Linked DNA regions of Mus musculus: region 2 is linked to region 1. Evidence: chromatin contacts called from public promoter capture Hi-C data. All regions are on one chromosome and are shown on one strand. The core of a region is the stretch at or near the end of the contact, and the rest is flanking DNA. Distances in the headings are between cores, read along the strand shown.

Region 1 (4,185 bases), core at 696-3,195:
AAAACAAAACCACCAAAGTATATGATTGCATAGCATTTGGTGGAGTTCCAATTCAAGTAATGCATGTATGGAGGTCTGGTCTTTTTCTTCAATATTCAAACTCATTTTATGTGTATGAGTGGTTTTATTTCCCTATTTATTTATTTATTTCATGTATATAAGTATACCATTGCTCTCTTCAGACACACCAGAAGAGGGCACCAGACTCCATTGTAGATGGTTGTGAGTCACCATGTGGTTGTTGGGAATTAAACTCAGGACCTCTGGAAGAGCAGTTGGTGCTCTTAACCATTGAGCCATCTCTCCAGCCTGTGTATTTTTGTTTTGCCTGAATGCATATATGTGCACCATTTGCATGCTTGATGTCCAGGGAATCCAGAAGAGGAAGGTGGCCCCTGGATCTGGAGTTACAGGTGGATGTGAGCCCCACTCTGGGTCCTCCGGTAGAGCATCTTCCCAGTCCCCCTTGCCCCCCTTTTTAACTGATGGAGAAGTGAAAGCAGACGGCACATTCTGGACAGGCAACGCACTACTACTACACTATATCCCAGATCCTCCAGTAGTTTTGAGACAGGACCTCACTTCAGCTTGATCTTTTGTTTTGTTTTGTTTTGTTTTGTTTTTGTTTTTGTTTTTTTCGAGACAGGGTTTCTCTGTATAGCCCTGGCTGTCCTGGAACTCACTTTGTAGACCAGGCTGGCCTGGAACTCAGAAATCCACCTGCCTCTGCCTCCCAAGTGCTGGGATTAAAGGCGTGCGCCACCACGCCCGGCTCGGTTTGGTCTTGAATTTGCTGTGTAATCCAGTCTGACTGGAAATAGAAATATGCTTGAGACCATGATCATACCCAAGCTGAGACATTTTGGAATGCAGGGATCACAGGCATGTATCACCACACCTGTTTATATGATGCTTGGGATACAAGCCAGAGCCTTATGTATTTAAGGCTAAATAATGTACCAACTGAACTACATTCCCTAGCTCTGGGACAGATACCTAAAGATGTTCCCTTCTGCTGCCCCTCTTGCTTGTTAGTGTGTGTGCATAATCCCATACTCCAAAAAGGAATTTATGCAGTGAATATTTATTGAATACCTAAATCCTAGATTATATACAAGAACTACAGGAGTAACAGGATCCAGGATGTCATTTGTGACAGTTACGTGACACAAAAATCTTTTTGCTTTACTCTATCTAGGTGAAGTGTGTTTTTACCTTCAATGTAGTAGTAACTTGGACTTTGCATCTTTCTTTAACTGCATTTATATTCTGTAGGAAATGTGGTTTTTGAAGTTATGCTGAAAAATCCAGAGGCAGTATCTCTAAAGGAGATAAGTAAAGATTTGCTCCCAAAACAAGCCAAAAATCTATTTGGATAGACGGAAAAAGGAATCAGGCTGAAATAGCTATGTAGCTTTGCTTTGCGGGTACCCTCAGAAAACCAGTACTGACTGGGATCCCTGGACCTGTAACTTCATCTTCTGAGGTCTTGGTTTTTGAACGTCTTGGAGTGCGTTCTCGACTCTCGGCAGCTGGTGAACAATGCTCAACTGCTGATATGCAAGAGGACCTTGCGTAATAGGCTTGGGTTCCCCGTACCGGTGCTCTCACCGATGCTGAGGCGCTTGAGTTTACACTACTACCGCAAACCGCAGCAGGAGAGGTCCGGACCTCAGCTCCAGGACGCAGGTAGAGCACCGCGCCAGCCCCGCCCTCAGGAATCAAGCCCCGCCCTCTATCTAATCGGTCGCACTATGATTGGTCTCCGCAGAGCGCACGGGTCCAGCCCCGTTCCGCCTCTGAGGTCCCGGTCCCGCCTCCAGGGGTTATGCCCCGCCCACGCAGGCCACTTGCTGCAATCCCATTGGTTCCTGCGGTGCGCACGGCGCCTCGCCCCCGCCCCACCGGCGCCCTGGCCTCCCGCCCGCCGCCGGCCCCCGGCTCCCGGACTGAGGTTGATCGGGCCGCTGCTTCCCGGACAGACGCGCGCCCTCGACGTCCCTGCTCCTGCCTGGGCTCGGTGTAGACTTCGCAGGTAGCCGGGTGAGTGCGGTTGGCAGGTCTCGGGTTTCTGTGATCTGCCGATCGAACGCAGGGCGCCGGCCCGGCGCGGCCTGAGGTTCTGTGGCGCCGCCCGTGTCGGTGCCAAGGAGCGCGCGGGCGACCGGCGGGGCCCGGCCTGCGCCCGCGTCCTCTCGGCGCCCCGTGGCCCTGACGCCGCCGTGACCCGCGCTCAGCCGAGGCAGGCCGCTCCGCCGCGCATCTCGTCCTGAGTCTGGGGAGGTCCCCAAGGCGATCGGTAGGGGATGGAGGTCCTGTGGGGCACCGCCGCAGCCGCCACCGAGGCCCCACGAGCGTCTGGGGACGAGCGACCCTCCCGTTTGCTCGGAGCCGTTGCCAGGAACTGTCCTTGTATCCTTGACTTTCCCCTCCATCCTGCAAGCGCTGGGGGGAGAGGGAGGAGAGGGAGGAGAGGGAGGAGAGGGAGGGAAGTCTTTGGGAATTCATCCTAAGTGGCGAGTGGCCTTTTCAGAGAAGTAGCAGAGCAGTGGTCGTTGTAGGCTAGGCCATTTTGGTCTTTAGCCAGTAAGTTGGTTTTCACCACTGGAAGGTACTTGAGCCTGAGAGGTGGGTAGATACGTGACCTTTCCGACCGTAGCAGCAGAGGGCTGGGCTCGCTCTTCCACCTTGCTGCTGCGATGGGAGGAGGGGCGTGGGAATTCAAACCTCTCGCTGGAGTAGATATGCTCACCCTCAACAACATCCACCCCCCTACCCCCCCGTGCATCCTTCGCGCTCCAACTCTTCACCCTATTTGTACCACAAATCCCATTTCTAGATAATTCCAGGGGCGCTTATTCCCAGGCTTCTCATCCTCCTTTCTCGTTTGTCTTTTCTACCTGTGTGCGGCTTCCAAAAACCAGAGCCAAGCAATTTAAACACTTAAACGAGCATAGTGTTCAAAGACTTCCTGATCCTAAAAATGAAACCCAGAGGTTAATTTGCATAGCGATGCTTCAAGAAAAGCAGGTTTAATCGGAACGGGGTGAGGATGTAGTTTTTTCCTCTTCAGGAGACACACCCTTTGATCCTCCCCATTCTTCCTCTATCAGCTAGACAGCAGCCTTCAACGCTATTGCGTTGTTTGGTTTTGGTTTTGGTTTTCTAAATTCACTACTGGGGTCAATTGATTAAAGAATCAATCTTGCTTAGTCCTTATGTGTCTTTTAATGTAATAAACATTGAAGAAGATTATCAAGTAAAGTTTTCAGACAATACAGAAACAGCAAATAAAAAGTGAAACCCTCCAGCACGCCTTAAATCCCAGCACTCAGGCAGGTGAGGCCAGTCTTGTCTACAGCTCCAGTTCCAGGACTGCCAGGACTATACAGAGAAACCCTGTCTTGAAAAAAAGGCTGGGGGAGTTCCTCAAAATTCTCTCCTTCACTCTCCACTCTTTATGTCCCAGTTCTACTCTTTTTTTTTTAATTATTTATTATATGTAAGTACACTGTAGCTGTCCTCAGATACTCCAGAAGAGAGCATCAGATTTTGTTACGGATGGTTGTGAGCCACCATGTGGTTGCTGGGATTTGAACTCGGGACCTTCAGAAGAGCAGTCGACGCTCTTAACCACTGAGCCATCTCGACAGCCCCCCAGTTCTACTCTTAAGGAGGCCATCATAACACAATGCTATTTGGCAACAGATAATGACACATTTACACATTGATGTATGTAGACTAATCTTTTTTTTTTTTAATTAAAATTTTAAAAGTTGCTAAGAGGGCTGGAGAGGTGGCTCAGAGGTTGAGTGCTCCCTGCTATGAAAGAGGACCCAAGTTCAGTTTCTTGACTGAAGCCACATCAGACTCACAGCTCCCCTGAAACTCACACTCCAGGGAATCCCATGACTTTGGCCTCTGTGGGCACCTGCACTCAGATGCACTCCACACAGGATCACATATATACAATTTCAAAAGCCGTGTGCTGTTATTTGGATGTACAATAATGTGTTTTTGGTCTCTTACTGATAGACATTTTGGTTGCTTCACCTTGTAGGAGAGAGTCCTAAACACCAAAGCTGGGCCTAGCCAGGGCATCTGGAGGGCTCCATTCCAAGGGCTGGAAGGACAGCAGATACAGTCATTCCTGCGTTTTGTTCACCCGCAGCTTGTCTGCACTCT
Region 2 (4,854 bases), core at 467-2,966, 75 kb after region 1:
TGTGCCAACTTGACACAAGCTAGGGCCATCAGAGAGGAAGCAGCCTCAGTTGAGGAAATGCTTCGGTGAGATCCAGCTATAAGGCATTGTCTAAATTATCGATCAGTGGGGAAGGGCCCAGCCCTCGGCAGGTGGGGCCATCCCTGGGCTGGTGGACCTGGGTTCTATAAGAAAGCAGGTCACGGGAAGCAAGCCAGTAAGCAGTGCCCCTCCATGGTCTCTGGGTCAGCTCCTGCCTCCCTGTTCCTGCCCTGTGTGAGATCCTGCTCTCACTTCCTCCATCAATGGACTATAGTCTGGCAGTGCACACCAAATAAACCCTGCCCTCCTGTACCTGCTCTTTGGTCATACAAACCCTAAGACAGGGATGGGGAATTTCAGGCCTACACCAGCTAGATTTCTTCATGTTCCACAAATCAGGCGTGTGATGTCTTCAGCAAAAGGGTTTTATTAAGTTCTGCAGAGAGACTAATAGCATTGAAAATATTCTATAGTGTCTTTGGTTAGTATATTTATTCCTGGTGAATATCAGCATAGAGATGGGAATGGCCAGGCTGTATCTCCATGGTAGAGAGCTTGCCTAGACCTCACTGACTTACAGCTCCAAAAGGGGCAGCTTATCCCTGGCTCAGGGTTTCTCATTTGTAACCTGTGGTCTATCAGCATGGGCGCTATTGTTCTGTTATACGATAACCTAATTTAACTCTTCTTATATGCATTTATGTGTATATTTTAAGAAGCTTCCATGGTGGTGGGTTTTCATATGCCTTTTTAAAAAGTGTGTGTGTGTGTGTGTGTGTGTGTGTGTGTGTGTGTGTGTGTGTGTAGAAGAGTCCAAAAGAAGTCACCGGATTCCCTGGATCTAGAGTTCCAGGAAGTTATGAGCTGCATGATGTTGGTACTGGGACCCAAACTCAGGACCTCTGAAGAGCATCAAGTGCTTTTAATGGCTGCGCCACCTCTCCAGCTCCCATGAAAATATTTTTAAGCCATTGCGTTTTTTCCCCTCTCAATAGCAATAGCTTAAATGGGGTCATTTCAGCCGAGCCCACTAAGTGTGCATTTATAGTTAAGCCTCACGTGATGGTTGTGTCTGTGGAGCTACTCAGATACCTACCTGTTAAACACTATGCTAGATGTTTCTGTGCTGGGGTTTTTAAGACGAGTCCCACTTTTCTAGGGGTGGCTTGAATCACTGTAGTGGCCGTGGATGTGGTGATGGTGGTTGGGACATTTCTGAGACGGCCCTGGCAGGATTTCCTGACAGAATGCGGAGCGTGAAAGAAAGGAGAAGTTGCGGCCAGCACATGCTTCTAAGTGAAAGAAAGGAACTAACGTGCTGTGACGGAAAGCGACTGAGAGAGGAGACAGTTTGACACTGCTTCAAATCAGCATCCGTATCCCTCGCATCCCTCGCATCCCTCATTTGTAGTGTCTGAGACAGGAAGTCATCCTGCCTTAGGTCTGGAGTGCTGAGATTATGACATCATATGCACGGTTATGTCTGGCTAGTGGTCCTTATTTTGTAATGAAAGACCTTTTTGTTTGTTTGTTTGTTTTGGACACTTGATTTTTTAAAAGAAAAGAAATCTGAAATCTGTGCTTGTAGAATCTTCTGGATAATACTACAACTTTGAACTGTTTATCACCACCCATCCATTCCCCTGCCATCACTATTGTGCAACCTCGTTGCCTAACAACTCCAAAAGGGCAGCTTACTCTTGTGTGAGTCAGACCTGTGGTCTCTTCGAGCACTTCTCAGGGCTCAGGCGCAGAGAGGTGCGGCTTTGTGACAAGCTCACACTGGTCACAGGCGGCAGGGCTTGAGTTGAACTAGGTTAGATCTTAGGATGCTTATTCCTTTGAGACACCTGGGCCTAATTGCAATACTGTGCTGTCTGTCTGTCTGTCTGTCTGTCTGTCTGTCTGTCTCAATAGGAAATTCTTGGCAATAACCTTGAGCTATCTACTTATAGACTCCAGAGTGGAGAAAGGCAGTATATGTAGCCTTTGGGTCATTTTTCAATGCTTGTTCTTTAAATTTTATACATGGGTGGGGAGGGGGAAGGGGGAATAGACTTCCCTGCATTGATGAGGAAGTGTAACCAGACACTATATGCTTAGTCAAGAGCAAACATTTCAACATAAAAAATTCCCCATATGTTTGAGGAAGTGGGTCCACAGGCCAGCAGGCCACCAAAGAACCAGACAGCTCTATATACGCTCATAACAGATTACTTACGATGGAAGGAATAGCACTAGCAATATACCAATAGTGTAATTGGTCCAGGCCAGTTCTCCTCGCCTGGATTAATGAGAGGATGTGGGCAGGCGTTCAGTGTAGTGTACTTGGCCCATGATCGGGCCTGGGAGGTGAATGGAGGCTTAGTCTTTTTGTCATCTTGTGTTTCTGAGATGACCGAGGTCTTTGGTTAGTATATTTATTCCTGGTGATTATCAGCATAGAGATGGGAATGGCCAGGCTGTATCTCCATGGTAGAGAGCTTGCATAGCATGTGTGGATCTCAGGGCTCAATCCTCAGCACAGCAAAACAAATCAAACAGAAAAGAGTACAGGACGCAGGAAGCAGGCACCGCCCAGAGCCTTAACAGGTTGATGCAGGGGAAGATTTTGGGTTCGGCCAGTTGAATTTTAGAAAAAGACAAAGCAAAAGCTTCATTTTATCCACCCCCCCCCCTTTAAAAAAAACAAAAACAAAAACAAAAAGAACACCACCAAAAAACCCACCCAATGCGGGGCAGTGGTGGCACACGCCTTTAATCCCAGCACTTGGGAGGCAGAGGCAGGCAGATTTCAGAATTCGAGGCTATCCTGGTCTACAGAGTGAGTTCCAGGACAGCCAGGGCTACACAGAGAAACCCTGGCTCAAAAAACCAAAAAAAATTAAAAAAAAAAAGACAAACCCACCCAAACTCACAGTTTTTCATTCCTGGACCTAACATACTCCCCACCCTAATCTTGGCATCACCCTCCCACCAACCTGCTGGGGACTCTGCTCACTACCTTGGCCTACTGGGTCCATTGGGCATGGACACAGAGCCTCCTCCCCTAAGGTTTGCCATGATACACTAAAGACAGGGCTGCAGACATATTGACTTCTGCAGGGCCCAGGGTGACGGGGACTCTAAATCCTGTCCTCCCGTCCTCCCTCCCTCCCTCCCTCCCTCCCTCCCTCCCTCCCTCCCTCCCTCCCTCCTCCTTCTTCCTTCCTTCCTTCCTTCCTTCCTTCCTTCCTTCCTTCCTTCCTTCCTTCCTTCCTTCCTTCCACAACTGTCCTGTAGGACAGAAATCAGGGTATTAAAGTTCTGTCTGCTCCTTGCTCCCAGGAATCCCTAATGTGCTGCCTGCCCCCTGGCATTGCAGTGTCTTAGGCCAACTCACTTTGTTGGCAGGTGCCTACACACCCCGAGGTCAGGAGGAAGATGAACCTTAACAAATGCACACTCTGGATGCCCTGCAGGTCTTCCTTCCTGGATCCCAGGGAGGGCAAGGAACTGCTCCTGGAGGGCTGGGGCTTCTCCTGGAGGGCAGGGGCTGCTCTTACTCTATTCAGTTGAAGATTCCTTTCCTCAAGGTGGGCCTCACCCCATCTACCTACTTGATGCCAAAGAAATCTATCCCAAGCTTCGCCAGCCAAGTCTCTAGTCCTCGGCATGAAGGACAGGACTGCTGGCTTCTATCTGCAGAGACCTCCTGTCTGGAGGTCGACGTGGAGTATAACATCGTCACAGGGCTTGAATCCATCCTAGACGCAGCCCCGGGATTATTAAGGGCCTTTCTATGTGGAGCTGAAATCTCAGGGACCAACCTAGAATTGTCTATTTTGCTCAGCTTGAAGAATGGTCAGCCATGGCCAGTCCTGCCACAGGATGGGCTTCCTGGGGAAATCCTCAGCACTGAGCTTAACTTGCAGGAAGTGGAGCGGCGTGTTTCCTGAGAGAAACCTAGCAAGGGGCAGGGGGAGGGAAGACTGGGGAGACCAAGCTTCAGGATGGCCCTCAGGGCAGTCCTCATCGAGGCTAAGTCAGAGCTCCTCAGTGAGGCACTCCTGGGGATACTGACAGCATCAGGCTGTCTCCCGGCAACACCCAGGCAGGTAGGGATGGAATCCTTCACTCCTGAGCCCTGCATGACATTACCCTTACCCACCTGTCTGAATCCATATCCAAGCAAGTTGACAAAAAGTTAAACTGTAGCACAACTTTTGGTTATCCTCATAACTAACTTACCATCAGTAGGGCACTGGCTGGTCTATAGCTGAGTAAGACCATTCATGACAATTGTCCCCAGGGCAGCCTAAGAAGGGTGGGGAAGAGCTTCCAGCCCAGTCCCTGCTTGATTTCTTTGTATCCTCTGACCAGGGCCTGTGGTGTCTTCAGCATAGAGGCCTACCATCTAGTTCTGGTGGGCAACCCGGAACAGTGGCTAATTGGCTGTATTGTTTTGGGGTTCTCAGAGACCTACTTGACCAGAAATTCGTAGGGAGGTGGCTCCCTGGCAGGCACTGAGATTTTCACTTAGTAAGTCATGGCTCTGCGATCCCCACTCACAGGCCACCTCTGCCCAAACTCATTGGTTTTTGCTTTTACTTTTTCGTTAGCTTGTCAAGAAGCAGGTCTCCCTATGGCTTTTCATACATCCTAAGTTTGGTTGACCCTTCCTGTCCTCTCTTCTCACCTACGTTCCAATATTTATTTTAAAATGTTAATACTACAACCTGCTGGAAAGGACAGCCTTTATCTAAAGTATTACCTGAGGCTTTTCAGGAAATACTTAGATAAAGATAATTAAAATGTAAAGAAAAATACAAAATTCTTTTATAGGCACAATAA

What was found. Promoter capture Hi-C pulls out the DNA fragments that hold promoters and counts their contacts.
Region 2: a contact with region 1 is called in a promoter capture Hi-C map of liver, with 2.8 times the contacts expected there. The contact joins the enhancer-like site here to the promoter of Tmem50b in region 1. A contact is called at or near these places in 23 of 39 promoter capture datasets (the 3T3-L1 cell line, 3T3-L1-derived adipocytes, the C10 cell line and 14 more), 3 of 15 datasets of contacts at CTCF or cohesin (CD8 T cells, the NIH/3T3 cell line and embryonic stem cells), 34 of 484 Hi-C or Micro-C datasets (3T3-L1-derived adipocytes, CD8 T cells, the G1E-ER4 cell line and 19 more), 35 of 115 datasets of contacts at active chromatin or transcription factors (the 230-238 cell line, CD8 T cells, the HPC-7 cell line and 24 more) and 5 of 9 other capture datasets (adipose tissue, embryonic stem cells, liver and 2 more).

What each region holds. Positions count from the first base shown.
Region 1 is chr16:91,595,440-91,599,624 of GRCm38.p6, reverse strand. Tmem50b (transmembrane protein 50B) reads left to right here and starts at 1,945. Exons shown (of 7, transcript NM_030018.3): 1 at 1,945-2,043.
Region 2 is chr16:91,519,558-91,524,411 of GRCm38.p6, reverse strand. No RefSeq gene overlaps it. Among named protein-coding and RNA genes, the nearest start is that of Mir6367, 5.6 kb to the left of the region's middle. Within about 2 kb of position 1,716, at least 182 of the 459 cell types and tissues checked have an H3K27ac peak or open chromatin away from gene starts, as enhancers often do. A contact at or near this core is called in the 230-238 cell line, CD8 T cells, the G1E-ER4 cell line and 18 more, where this site is marked.